2 separate regions of the Triticum aestivum genome follow, and region 2 is linked to region 1. A link is a contact called in public HiCAR-type data. All regions are on one chromosome and are shown on one strand. Each heading gives the region's core, a stretch centred on a gene start, on an enhancer-like site or on the middle of the called end of the contact. The rest is flanking DNA. Distances are from core to core; before and after follow the strand shown.

What was found. HiCAR-type assays count read pairs that join an accessible place to other places.
Region 2: a contact with region 1 is called in a HiCAR-type map of leaf, with 4 times the contacts expected there. The contact joins the promoter of LOC123130777 here to the promoter of LOC123130776 in region 1. A contact is called at or near these places in 3 of 5 Hi-C or Micro-C datasets (all in leaf) and 1 of 1 datasets of contacts at active chromatin or transcription factors (leaf).

Annotation. Positions count from the first base shown.
Region 1 is chr6A:468,873,163-468,876,305 of IWGSC CS RefSeq v2.1, forward strand. It overlaps LOC123130776, which reads right to left and starts at 1,411. Exons shown (of 1, transcript XM_044550588.1): 1 at 639-1,411. The coding sequence starts at 1,209. The coding sequence ends at 817.
Region 2 is chr6A:469,043,355-469,046,647 of IWGSC CS RefSeq v2.1, forward strand. LOC123130777 reads right to left here and starts at 1,988. Exons shown (of 1, transcript XM_044550589.1): 1 at 1,175-1,988. The coding sequence starts at 1,749. The coding sequence ends at 1,366.

The DNA of each region.
Region 1 (3,143 bases), core at 161-2,660:
GTAGGCTGCTTGATAAGTTATGCTCCATTTTGTCATGGGCGCGAAAATTCAGAAAAAGAAACAGGTCTTGATCGCCCTATTTTGTGCGCGAAAAATACATAAACAAGGAGGAGAAAATGGCCCTCCGCAGCGGCGAACAGCAGCCACAGCATGGCAAAAGCCGCCTGCAACTACAGTAGTGGATAGCAGAAACAACAAAGGGGAGCTCGTTTCTTTAATGTGACACACATCTGGCCATGTGCGATGGAATCTCGGCACCGCTTCTGCTTTGCTCAACTCCTAACGACCCGCTAATACTACTTTTTGATTATGTTCCATGCCCAACAGAAAGGCAAAAGAACACAACAGCTCAAAAGGCACCCAAAGTAGCACAGTCCAGCCACGAACCCACAGTTTACAAATAGTTTAACCTGACTGCGGCAGCACTTGTTTTTACTCCTCAACTTTTCCACACATAGCAGATGGTGAAAGTATTTCAGATGAACTTTTGCACACATAGCAGATGGTGAAAGTATTTCAGATGAATGCAGCTCTTGCATTCTAGTCAGGTCACCTCTCGTTCTTCATCTGTTTCACACAATCTCCAAAATTTCACCGGAAAAAATTGCACAAGCTGATGGAGGAGGAGCGGAGGAGGATTAACCAGCACAAGTTTAACCCTCATAGTTAAGGAACAGGAACCAATCAAGAGCACTGTACACATACATCTACTACGAGTAGCATTTAGCAGCAGGTGATCAAAACCCAACCTTATAATTAGTAAAGTGATTAACCATCACCGACGGCGCCATCATCTACTAGACCACTAGCGGTAACTCAGTAGACCTCCTCGGGGATGCTCTGGAGGTCGGGCTCCCACTCCCCGCTCGCCTGCATCCGCCTCGTCTCCTCCGCCGCCCTGCGCATGCTGCGCCGCCGGAGCGACTGCAGCCTCTGCTCGGCGTCCGTGCCGCCGCCCGCCGCGCGCTGGCGGCTGCGGCGATCAGCAGACGCCGCAGCGGCCGCCACCTCGCCGCCGGTGCCGAGGGCGGCCACCATCTTCTTGAGCTCGCGCTTGCTGACCACGATCTTGACGCGCACCGCGCCGCCCACCTCCTCCCGGGACAGGACGCGCCCCCCGTGGTGCAGGTGCTCGAGCGCCTCCGCGGCCGCCTTGGACTGGTGCCGCCCGGCCACCGCGTCCCTGGGGAAGAAGCACCTGGTTGCCATCGATCTCGCCGCGACGCGATGCGATCGTTGGCCGCCGCCGCCGCCGCCCGCAAGCAAACGAGCCCCGGTGCGGTGTCTGTCCGCCGGCGGGCAAGCAGTGGTAGCGCTCAGTCCTTGCTCCTCCGACGTTCCTTGCAAGCCACAGCAGAAAGGCTAAAGCAATGGCAAAGTGAATGTGCGGGCTGTCGAGTAATGCGACATGCTAACATGCTTATATACTGGTTGGGCCGCATTAGGGGCCTTGCCTTTTGGTGAGCCGCGCAGCCCCAACTGTCTCCGAACACACCACCCCAGGTCCCTGACCGGTGGGCCAGCGCCCAGGGGGGGCCCGGCCCGGCTCCCTCGCCACCTGTGATGAGTGCGCGTCTGTCCCATCCCATACCTTTCTTCTCCCAAAATCAATAGCACTGTCAATAGATTTACAGAATGGTAAACAAATGCTCTATCTTTTTTAAGACTCGAAACAATCATGGGACCGAGACTTATTGCCGTGGCAGTTGAGGAGAGAAATGGATGCCTCACATGGCCGTCCCTCTCGCAGTCATTGGGACGATCCATGGGGGGAGGCCCTTGCAAGTAACGTGTTATCACAACGCGATGGGGACTCCAACTCGACGACCCGTGGAGCCTACGGTCGTGTACGTTCTGGTTACGATGGCGCAGTTTGACACGGACGCCCCTGGCCACAACAATGACCCCCCCATGTTCCCTCTTGCTATCTGGATAGGTTCGATCGTGATTGTGTGGTGGTAGTACGTGCATCCTCACATGTACTGTATGTGTACTGTGTAGTGTAGAGATGTATGTATGATCACATAGCGCGGAGCCTGGAGGTGCTGGCGAATTAGCGGTGCATGGTTTTGAAATGCAGGAGGCTCGATTCTGCAATGCTCGATCGCAGTCTCTGGGGTGTTGCCATTGGTGTCCCTTTCAGGTGGTTCGGAACTGAATCCTCTCGTGTGGTGACCTGGCTGTGCTGACGGAAACGGTCGAGCCGACGGTCGCGAAAGACGTTGCTACTTGCTATACATATGATTTTCTCGAACTCGATCTGAATATAACATCTTCCACGCATTTCAAGCTAACTACTACTCATAACCGTCAGTTGGTTAACAACGGGCATCGGATCGGCCTCTCTTGGGAAAAAAAGGCCTACGCCTCAATGGGTACGTGGCCGCAATTGAACCTGGCAGCTGTCAGCTCCTGTTTGTTAATCAATGTGATTGTTTGGTTTGACATTGGTTGTTAGCTTGATTAATCCTATTCCTACGTGCCATGATGAGGAGCAATCATCACCGACGTACATCTATACTACTACATCGACGCGGATCGATGGACGGTGAGCCAACCTCCATGATTGACTGCAAACCGCAACAGTAACGCGGAACCCGCCCGCGACGATCATGATTAAGGCGCGCAGGTCTGAAAACCAGCGGGAGCGGACGCACGCATGACGCGACCCATCTACAGCTTGGCTAGACTAGATCCGTTGTCCGTAGCATGCCAAGTGTGTGTGGTGTACAAACGACGAGATTGCATCACCAAACTAGGATATACCCTACGGCCGGGGTCGTTGAGCGACGAGCTAGCCGGTGACGTGCATTCATGATTGAGCCTCCGAGACAAGATGTTAATTTACAGATGAAGCCTCTCAGTGTGTGAAATGAATTCAACTGCTAATTGGTTTCCTCTGCTCATGATTAATAACTTAACAGACTTGTCAATGCGCAGTCTTTGGCAGTTTGGCTTTCTTCAGGAGGGCTTGAAAACTAGCTAGCTTTGGGGCTTTGTAGAGTGCATTGCAGGCCATGTTTTGAGGAGGAAGTAATATGGGGCGGATGCAGCTAGGCCCGTCGTAGCGGCCGTTTCTTTGTGTGCAAACCAAACCACTGCATAAACAAACACGCAGACAGATAAACAATCCCGTGGAGCTG
Region 2 (3,293 bases), core at 738-3,237, 170 kb after region 1:
GTCTGGACCCTCTTTTTCCTATGCATGTCATTTGAAAAGGTGTGACGTGTGATTGAGACTCAAAAATACCAGAAAAACAACGAGGAATCAACAAGATGGTGAAGAGAAGGATGGGCATTATCATCGATGACGGCCTCTGCTATTTGCATAGTTTGACGCACCACATGGATCTAACACGCCAGGCTATTCTAATGGAACTCGTGGAATGCCAAAATTGGGTAAAACCTTGTTAAAAATTTAATAGTGTATTTCTGATTTTATATCACAATAAATGGGACAATAAGTGTCACAAATGCGCAACTATGGGGTAAAAAGTGGAATTCACTCAAAGAATTATCCAGTAGTCCTCAGTCTATTCCACCTAACCTTTTTGCTAGAGAGCCATTGTGCACTGTTAAATACCATGGATTTTCTAAATTTTCTGGTATTTCCACATAACAGCAGAGCAAACAGTGTTTAAAGCAGAGTTAACTGTCAATAACGTAGACACACAACGCGTATACATTTGAAACCAAATTATCACGCATATACTTTTCACTGTAAGCCATCACTTCACGTTCGGCTTTTGCTGTGTGTGCCCGTCTACTTTTAACTTCTTGCGCTTTGGCGGAGGATCGATCTGGCTGGCCACAAACCGAACAAAGGTGTCAGTGCTATTGAGGAGTGAGGATACCGAAGATCATGTATGTATGCCCACAACAAACGCCACCGCACCACTATGTACCAGTACCACCTATCCGAACGACATTGATCCGGCAGCCACTATCGGCGTCAAGATGTTGTTCCACTGGACCCGCGTACATTAACCACACTCGATCTCATCCTTATCAACACTGAAGCGAATCCGGTTAGACGCTGGCATGCATGTGACGAGTATCATCTGCCACTGTTGCGCCCATTGGGCCATGAACTGTAAACTCTTTTCGCCTAGTAGTAGATCTTGTCGTACCGGTGGACAGGAATCTTTTAGGGCCGGGCTGGCTCGCATTTCCAGGCAAAGAGCTCCACCTGCCCACGCACGCACGCAGTGGCTACCTGGCGCTGGACAAGATTCAAGGCAAGAAAGAGACACGCAGGTTCGCACGCTCCGTTGTTTATTTCCCCCAGCTCATTCTCTTCATTGATTCGTCCAGCGAATTTGTACATCGATCGATCTTGAGCAGAGAGAAACGAATTGGATCCAAAAAATGTCAGATTAAAATTGCTGACATTTCAAAGTTGCAACGCAACGCATCCATTGGGCGCGCTTTCACTTTGGCCCAACGTTGCAACCCAAGAATTGAGGACGAAGAGGCAACAAAAATGGAGAGAGACCACCGAAGCTATACATGCAAACCGACTACACCACGAAGCTAGGCGGGTTATCTAGCTGTGGATATCCTCCGGGATGCTGTACAACGCCGGCGACCACCGTCCCGGGCGCCTCGCGGCAGCCGCGTTGGTCGCCGCCGCCGTCTGCTTCTTCGCGTGCTGCCTCTTGATGGCGCTCACCAGCTGCTCCAGCGCGGGCGGCAGCGCGAAGGCGCCGCCGGCGGCGACGGCCGCGGCCACCTGCTTGAGCTGCTGCTTGCTCAGCAAGATCTTGACGCGCGTCGCGCCTCCATGGCTGGTGGCCGCCGCGTCGGCGACGGGCGTGCCCGTGGACTGCTCGACGGCCGTGACCGTCTTGGCGTCCAGCTGCAGCCTCGGGCACCTCACCAGCTTCCTGGCGTCCCTCCTCGGGAGCTGCGGGGCGGCCTCCAGCTCCATGGATCCGACGCTGGCTTGCTCCTCCGCCGTCGCTTCTTGCTCTCACTTGCTCCCGTTTTTTCTCGTGTTATGGACTTATGGTAGGGTAGGAGTAGTCGCTGCTCCGATGGGCAGTGGCTGGAGAATGGATATATAACGCATTTCAGCGTGTCTGGGGCTAGGGTTTTATATCATATGCAGAGAGGCTTACGAGCGAGACAGCTCATAGGCAACTGTCCGCGTAAAGATCGGAAAGGGACGGCTTAGGTGGAATCTTTTTCTCTACTTACCTTTAAAAAGCCTAAGGTTCCGTAGTCCATCTTACGTATGTCGATTTCGTCCGCCTCCCTCCCTCGCCTTCCCCGCATTGATTTCTTTTACACAGGTTTTTAGTCAATGATCCGCCGATTTATTTGCACACGATCATGGCGCTCTAATCACGTTTCCTTCCATAAAACAATCAGGAGACAATGGTATTTGGAAAGGGATTGATTGACAGACGTACGTGAGAGATAGTCCAAATAGCGCGCCTCTTCCTGCCTTCCTTGCCACACTGCGTTCCACCGGCGCCTGACCTACACGGTGCCGGCGCCTTCCCATGACGGCGCAATCCCGGCGTCCTCCCACTACGTCGTCTCACCATGGGCGCGTGCTCCGCGGCGGCCTGGAACATGATGGTGCAAATTCAATCCTTTGGCATGGACCTGCCTCTTCTACCAGTCCTCGTATTGGTCAGCTGCTCTCTTCCCTTGCGTCAAGTAATGGTGGCCTCCTTGTCGCGCAACCTCCAGATCAGGCATGGAGTGAATGGAGTGTGTCCTTGATGAGATGACTTCCAAGGTCAGAGGCATCCATAGATGCTCCATCTGATACCAACTTCGTCGTCAGCATGAGCCCGTGTTTCCCTGATCACTCCACATTTAGCATGATTCTAAACGTACTCTTGGAACTAAAGATAGCATCTATGGGCACGTGTTCCAAATTTTATCCCAGTAGGTTATTTGTAACGAATTATCCTTTTAATTGCATCTATGTTCAGTTTGATACCAGCCTTCTGCAGCAGGTCAATTTAAAATAGGCATAGCAGCAGGTCAGTAGTTTCATCGTCAAAGTCTTTTTTTCCCTGAGAATCAACGTCAAAGTCGTTTAGGTTGTTTGGATCTTGCAATAAACATGTATCTCTTTTATTTTCAGGCTGCTCTCAGGTATTGATTATGGCGTTTTGGGATAAACTTCATGGAGCTAAAACACTGTAACCAATAGGATTATGCGTCTGGTCCATTCGTGTGCATTTGTGCCCACACTCCTGTCACTCCAGCCTATTTGTTTTTCCTATTTGTTACTTAGCCTATTTAACTGTTTTCCTATTTATTATTTAAGATAGGATTAGGTCAGAATAGTGCTTATATATCCTTTTAACTGCTTCAACCGAGCACTCATGACACTGTAGCCTGCCCCGCCGTTGGCAGAACCGAGGAGGGGCTTCTCCATCACGCTGATCAAAGAGGTGATCACGGAGGACTTCATCATCATCTGTTGAGCGCCTACCATGTCGTCGCAATACA